2 separate regions of the Acanthopagrus latus genome follow, and region 2 is linked to region 1. Evidence: chromatin contacts called from public Hi-C data. All regions are on one chromosome and are shown on one strand. The core of a region is the stretch at or near the end of the contact, and the rest is flanking DNA. Distances in the headings are between cores, read along the strand shown. Region 1 holds the start of katnbl1 (KATNB1-like protein 1). Region 2 holds the start of thbs1b (thrombospondin-1).

Evidence for each region. A called contact is a pair of places that touch in the nucleus more often than the background predicts.
Region 2: a Hi-C map of muscle shows a contact between it and region 1, with 3 times the contacts expected there. The contact joins the promoter of thbs1b here to the promoter of katnbl1 in region 1. A contact is called at or near these places in 3 of 4 Hi-C or Micro-C datasets (liver and muscle).

The regions. Positions count from the first base shown.
Region 1 is chr22:10,213,817-10,216,615 of fAcaLat1.1, reverse strand. katnbl1 (KATNB1-like protein 1) reads left to right here and starts at 1,499. Exons shown (of 10, transcript XM_037087495.1): 1 at 1,499-1,735; 2 at 2,325-2,449; 3 at 2,588-2,625. The coding sequence starts at 2,441.
Region 2 is chr22:10,452,585-10,455,308 of fAcaLat1.1, reverse strand. thbs1b (thrombospondin-1) reads right to left here and starts at 1,304. Exons shown (of 23, transcript XM_037087156.1): 1 at 1,060-1,304; 2 at 815-899; 3 at 100-659. The coding sequence starts at 878.

The DNA of each region.
Region 1 (2,799 bases), core at 250-2,749:
ATGAACTTTGAAGTGGAATACGCAACAGATCTGTGGTTCTTTTTACATGTAAACAGATAAACTCATGTCATCCTGCATTTTTATTCTTTATGTTTTCGCTGTTTCAAGGAAAGCAAGACAGAGGTGATTAAAACATGTCGTTATCTCAGCTCAGTCTCTTCTGTAACCTGTGTTTCTGTTTTGTTTTCGTGACGGAATATTGCTCAGGGTTATGTATCCTGACCAAAGGACTGAATGATTCAATTGTGAGGCACGAAAAGAATGAACGATTTGAATGGAAAAACTTATGTCAACAGCAGAAATTCAATTTTGCGTGCATGACAATAAGCAGGTGCGGTTGCAAAGGCAGGTAACCCAAGGTCAACTTAGATCCTAATGTCATTGTAAGATTGTCATTCAAGGTTTGCAGCCCTGGCCCTTTTCCTGTTTTTTTCTTTCCTGCAGCCGCTCTTGTTCCAAAAATGTAAAATTATGCAACACTGTCTCAATGTTGATTTATTTCATTCATTTTATATGTTTCACCATCTCCAGGAGGTCATGAAGCTATTATTCACATGATGCACCTGGCTTATTCCGGAAAAGCATTCAAGGGAACGAAGGGGAATGTAGCTTCATTTCTTCATGAAATGGCCTTGAGATCTTCTACCATACATACATTTACACATTTGACTGGTTGGTTTAGGATGAGTTTAAATTTGCCAACTTTGCCTCCAAAGCCTGAAAAAACAACAACCTCAGAAAAAAAAAACACAGGATGTTCTATTCAAAGACTTTGTATGATTTTTCATTGCAGATTTACATGATATCAGTGTTGTGTATTTTAATCAATTATCTGTGTCTTATAAGTCCAAACAGGCTGGAAACAGTTGTATGCCTTACACATATGCAATATAAATATGAATTTATCCATCTCATTTAACAGGTCAAACAGATTTGATTAAGATCACAGAACTTGATATAGTTATGTCTTTTCCAAAATCAATCCCACAATCCCTACACACCGGCAGTGATATATAAAATATTTTTTACGAAATTTGAGGGACTTGTTTGAGAAAACTCTCTATCACTTTCTACTGCGACTCTATTTCAGAGGCACATTAGTCTCACAAATAGAATGATAATAGAAAATACAATTAACACATAAATTGTGTTATCAGTGGGTCGATAAGACTTTTTTTGATCAGTAGGGAAATCATGCTCAAGTTTCCAAAAGCCAGTAGTAATCTAAACAATCTGTAAAAATGTCTTCTGCTTCTTCTTTTCCCTTGTTGTCTTCCTCTTTTTCTAACTTTTCTTGTTCCTCCTCCTCTTCATCCTCTTCCTTTTCTTCTTCTACTTTTTCTTCTTCCCTCTTCTTCTTCTTCCTCTTCCTCCTTTTCTTCTTCTTCTTCTTCTTCTTCTTCTTCTTCTTCTTCTTCTTCTTCTTCTTCTTCTTCTTCTTCTTCCTCTTCCTTCCTCCTGCAGTACAGGCTACATGACACTGGGTGGCGCCATGGCACATTGGGGTTTAACTCTGCTCGTTAATGTCCAGCAGGCGTCGCTAAATCTCCAGATTTTCTTTTCCAAAATCAATCCCACAATCCCCACACACCGGCGGTGTATTCATTTGAATGGTAAAACTGTTAAACGCTACCGAACCTGGACTACAGAGGAGTTGCTGTTAAGTGTAACCAGTTTTTCTCGTTTTGGATTTACATACCTGGCGAGACTTTGTGACACCCCACAAAATGATACGGTTGGTTTTCAACTTTAATGTTTAGGTGGTGAAAGTAATCTACGAACTGTCATTTTGAAGCCATATGTTCTCTGAGTTGGGAAGGCTAGCTAGCTAGCGTTAGCTCGCTACGAGCGGCCCAGATAGTCACTTTCAGCGTCTCCGTGTATCCTTGATAGTTGAGCTGTGAGCTAGCGTCAGAGCTAACGGTAGCTCTGGCGCTAGCTTGGAACCTGTGCTAACTTTTAGCTCAGGCACGTAATGAAACGCAGCGTTGCTCTCCTCCAAACGTCTGCTGTCTTGTTTTTAAGACAGCACGCTGCCTTAACTTGTGTGTAATGTAGAGCGACATTTGTGACTTGTTGCAGCTCACCTAGCTAACGTCAGAGCTTTTGCAGCGGGGGGCCAACGCCTTTGTAACTCACACTTAACCTGTTTTGTGTTGTTTATCTCATTTGAATGCCTCGCTTTTGGTCGATTTAAGTCACAGTGCTGCAATTGTTGTGTACAGCTAGCCAACCCGTAAGTTGTTAGGCCATGAAAATTGACTGTGACGCCTGCAACTGAGCAAGATCCGTCAATAACTGTTCCACAATCGTTTGTCCAACAGTTTTCCGTGTTGTGGCAGCTGGTAAGCATGTCCGGTAACGGGAAGTCTTTAACATCAACCAGGATAAACCCAATGGCATTCTGCGATCCTGCCTGCAACTTTCTGCTGAAAAGAACATGAAGCAGGTATGGTGATATGAAAGCAAACACGACGGCTTATTGTGTAAACAGTGGTCCACTTGTCTGTTATAGCCTGGTGACTGTGAAGTACAGTTCAGTGGTATTGTAGTTGTAGTGGCCTCATCCCTTATCCTTTTGTTTTAGGTGGATATTAGAAATAAGGAAGAATTAGATAAAGAAAGGTGAGTCTCTTATCCACACCTGTGGGATTCATCTTGTTATGATCACTCACTCATCATCGGTGTCCCACAGATCATCCCACTCAGTCACTGGAGCATTGTGGCACCTTTCCATAAGCATTATCACCATCTCTGTGGCTTATTTGAATAGTTTTCCAAATAAAGACGGCTTCGCAT
Region 2 (2,724 bases), core at 55-2,554, 240 kb before region 1:
GGGTACAATTACGCATTAGGGTTTGTTAACAAAACTCTCCTCTGACAACATTAAAAACAGAAAGCATTAATCTCGAGTGTGTGATGGCCATGCTCTCACCATGAACCTGTCCTTCACGGCTCCCTTGCCAATCCTGAGCCGCGCGCTGGCCGGCGTCTCCAGCGTCAGGATGCTCTGGATGGGCGCGTCCAGCTCGGCGGTGTTCACCTCGTCGCATCCCGCGTACAGCTGCGCCCGGTCCTCCTGCACGAACAGCGTGATATTCTTCCAGTGGCCCGTCGCCAGATCCACATCTTCGATGGAGACCACCTGCTGCTTGTTCTCGGTGGAGAAAACTATGTCCAAGGTGTTCGCCTTGCCGTTGGAGACGACCTCGAACACGGGTCCGGAGCCGTCCTGCTTCTCCACGGTCAGGAGGCTTCCCCGGGTGCGTTTGAACTGCTTGAAGTTGAGCAGGAGGAGGAATCCCCTCTCGGCGTGGATGGAATCGATCAGGTCCCTGAAGGCGCTCTCGGGGACCGGGGGGATCAGGTCCGGGTTGAGGATCTTGTATGCGGGGCTGTACGGGTCATCTCCTTTCACCAGAGTGACCCCGTGGTTCTTCCTGGGGACTTGGACGAGCTCGAACAAGTCATACACGCTGTTGTCGTCTCGACTCTCTGCGGGTGAATAACAAGAGGCAGTCAGGCTTTGTGTGGCAGCGCACTGGATGTTACATCCTCACAATAAACCATCATTTGTTTCTTATATGAAAAGAAAAAAAAAACAAAAAACAAAAAAACGTTCTGCAAGGTTGGACCAGAAAAAAACTCACCTGCGACTCTCGCACCCTCACAGGTCCAAAGCATCAATAGCAAAAATATCCCTGTCAGCTTCATGGCGAAACACCAACCTGCTGCCTGTGACACATAAGGACAAGAGAAACCATCAGTCTAACCATGTATGACACTAAAAGCTTAACAATCAGCGTGCAACAGGTTGAAAACATGAAGAAAAATATTAAGGGCTGCCGGTGCAGCTGCAGAAACAGACGCACTCCCCGGAATATCTGTCACTCACCTGCTTTGCGAGAACAGCTGATCAAAATAAAACAATAAAATCCAGCAAAAAAAATATCCAGAGACGCAGCAATAATCCTCAGGAAAGAATTAATTTAAAAATGAAAAAGTTCCAACGCGAAAAAAGACGGGAAATAACAATATATTTTAAAAAGAAATCTTGCAATGTGTTTTTCTGTCCTTGATAGGGGGAAAAAAATACAAACTTGTCCCTGCTGGTATCGGCCGCTAAAAAACTCCCTTTTAAGCCGAGGGGGGACAAAGTGCTATTTAAATAGTTTGATGCCATTCCTAAGAAGTGGCCTCGTCCAATCACGGCGAGGGGAGAAAAAGGGACGAGCTTATCCTCTTAGAGCAGGGAGAGGGGGACAGGGAGAGAGGGGGGGAGAGAGGTAGAGAGAGAGGGAGAGGGAGAGAGGGAGAGGGAGAGAGGGAGGGAGAGAGGGAGAGGGAGAGAGGGAGAGGGAGAGAGGGAGAAGTCTCCGCCGGGCTGGGACGAGGGACCAACCCCTGAGTGAGTTGCGCTCAGACTTTTAATGGACCAGTGTTTCCTCTCGCTGCGTCTCATCCATCAGCCCTCACACACACACACACACACACACACACACACACACACACACACACACACACACACACACACACACACACACACACACACACACACACACGTTTCCCATATTCCCTCCGATATTCCAGTCGTGCACACAGCCTGGGTCCCACAAAAAGTGCACCTCTGCAACTTATTTTAGGTCCAACTTTATTCTCAACACTCAAATAAACTCACATTTTTGATGCAGCTCCTTGCATATGGTGCAACTTTGTGTCTAGAATGCTCCTCGAGGAAACACAAAATCAGATATCCACATACAGTTTACAGTTGTGTTATGTATTCTTAAATATACTGCAGGACTTGTTCTTCTCCTTTTCGTTGAAACTCGTTAAATAACAGCATTTTCCTCCTATGTCTAATAGGTCTTATATCAGGTCTGAGCAGCAGTGAGTGACTGTATCATCCTCAGCTTGTTGCAGTTCCTCCACCGGCCGCTAGGAGCCGACGTGAGTTCACTGGAGAGCAGCCTGAGGCAGTGGAAGGGAAACGCTGCAGCACACCTGAGCTCACATTCAGAGTGTCCGTGTTTTTGTTGGGTTTTTTTGTGTGCAAGAATCCACTTAGTCTTTTAAAAACAGTGTGGCAGTGGCACCTTCCAGAGCAATAGCATTATTCTTGATTATGTGATGGTTGTGTCGTTGAGCAAGGCGTGTTGTTGTCTGCCACAGGAGAAGGAATAGGCAGGGGGAAGAAGAAAATTATTCATAAACAGGAACGGGGAATAGAAACATGTGGATCTGAGGAGCGCGGCACTGCAATGCACAAACATCATAAATATCCCAATTAACAAAACTCACAAATTCGGTCATACAGAGGATACAGCACATGCCTGCACAGAGACTACAGATAGAAATGAACGCACAGCTGGCTCAGGTACAGCTGTCCTTGTCGAACAAGCAAACAAGCAAACAAATGTCACATCATGCATCGGGTAGAATTACAACTTTAGCATCAGTCAAACTCACGCAGCGCAACAGCAATTCAGTCATTCAGTCACTCCCTAAGCTGTTTACACTGAATGAGAAAAAAAAAAAGAAGTCTGTTTATAGTTTATGG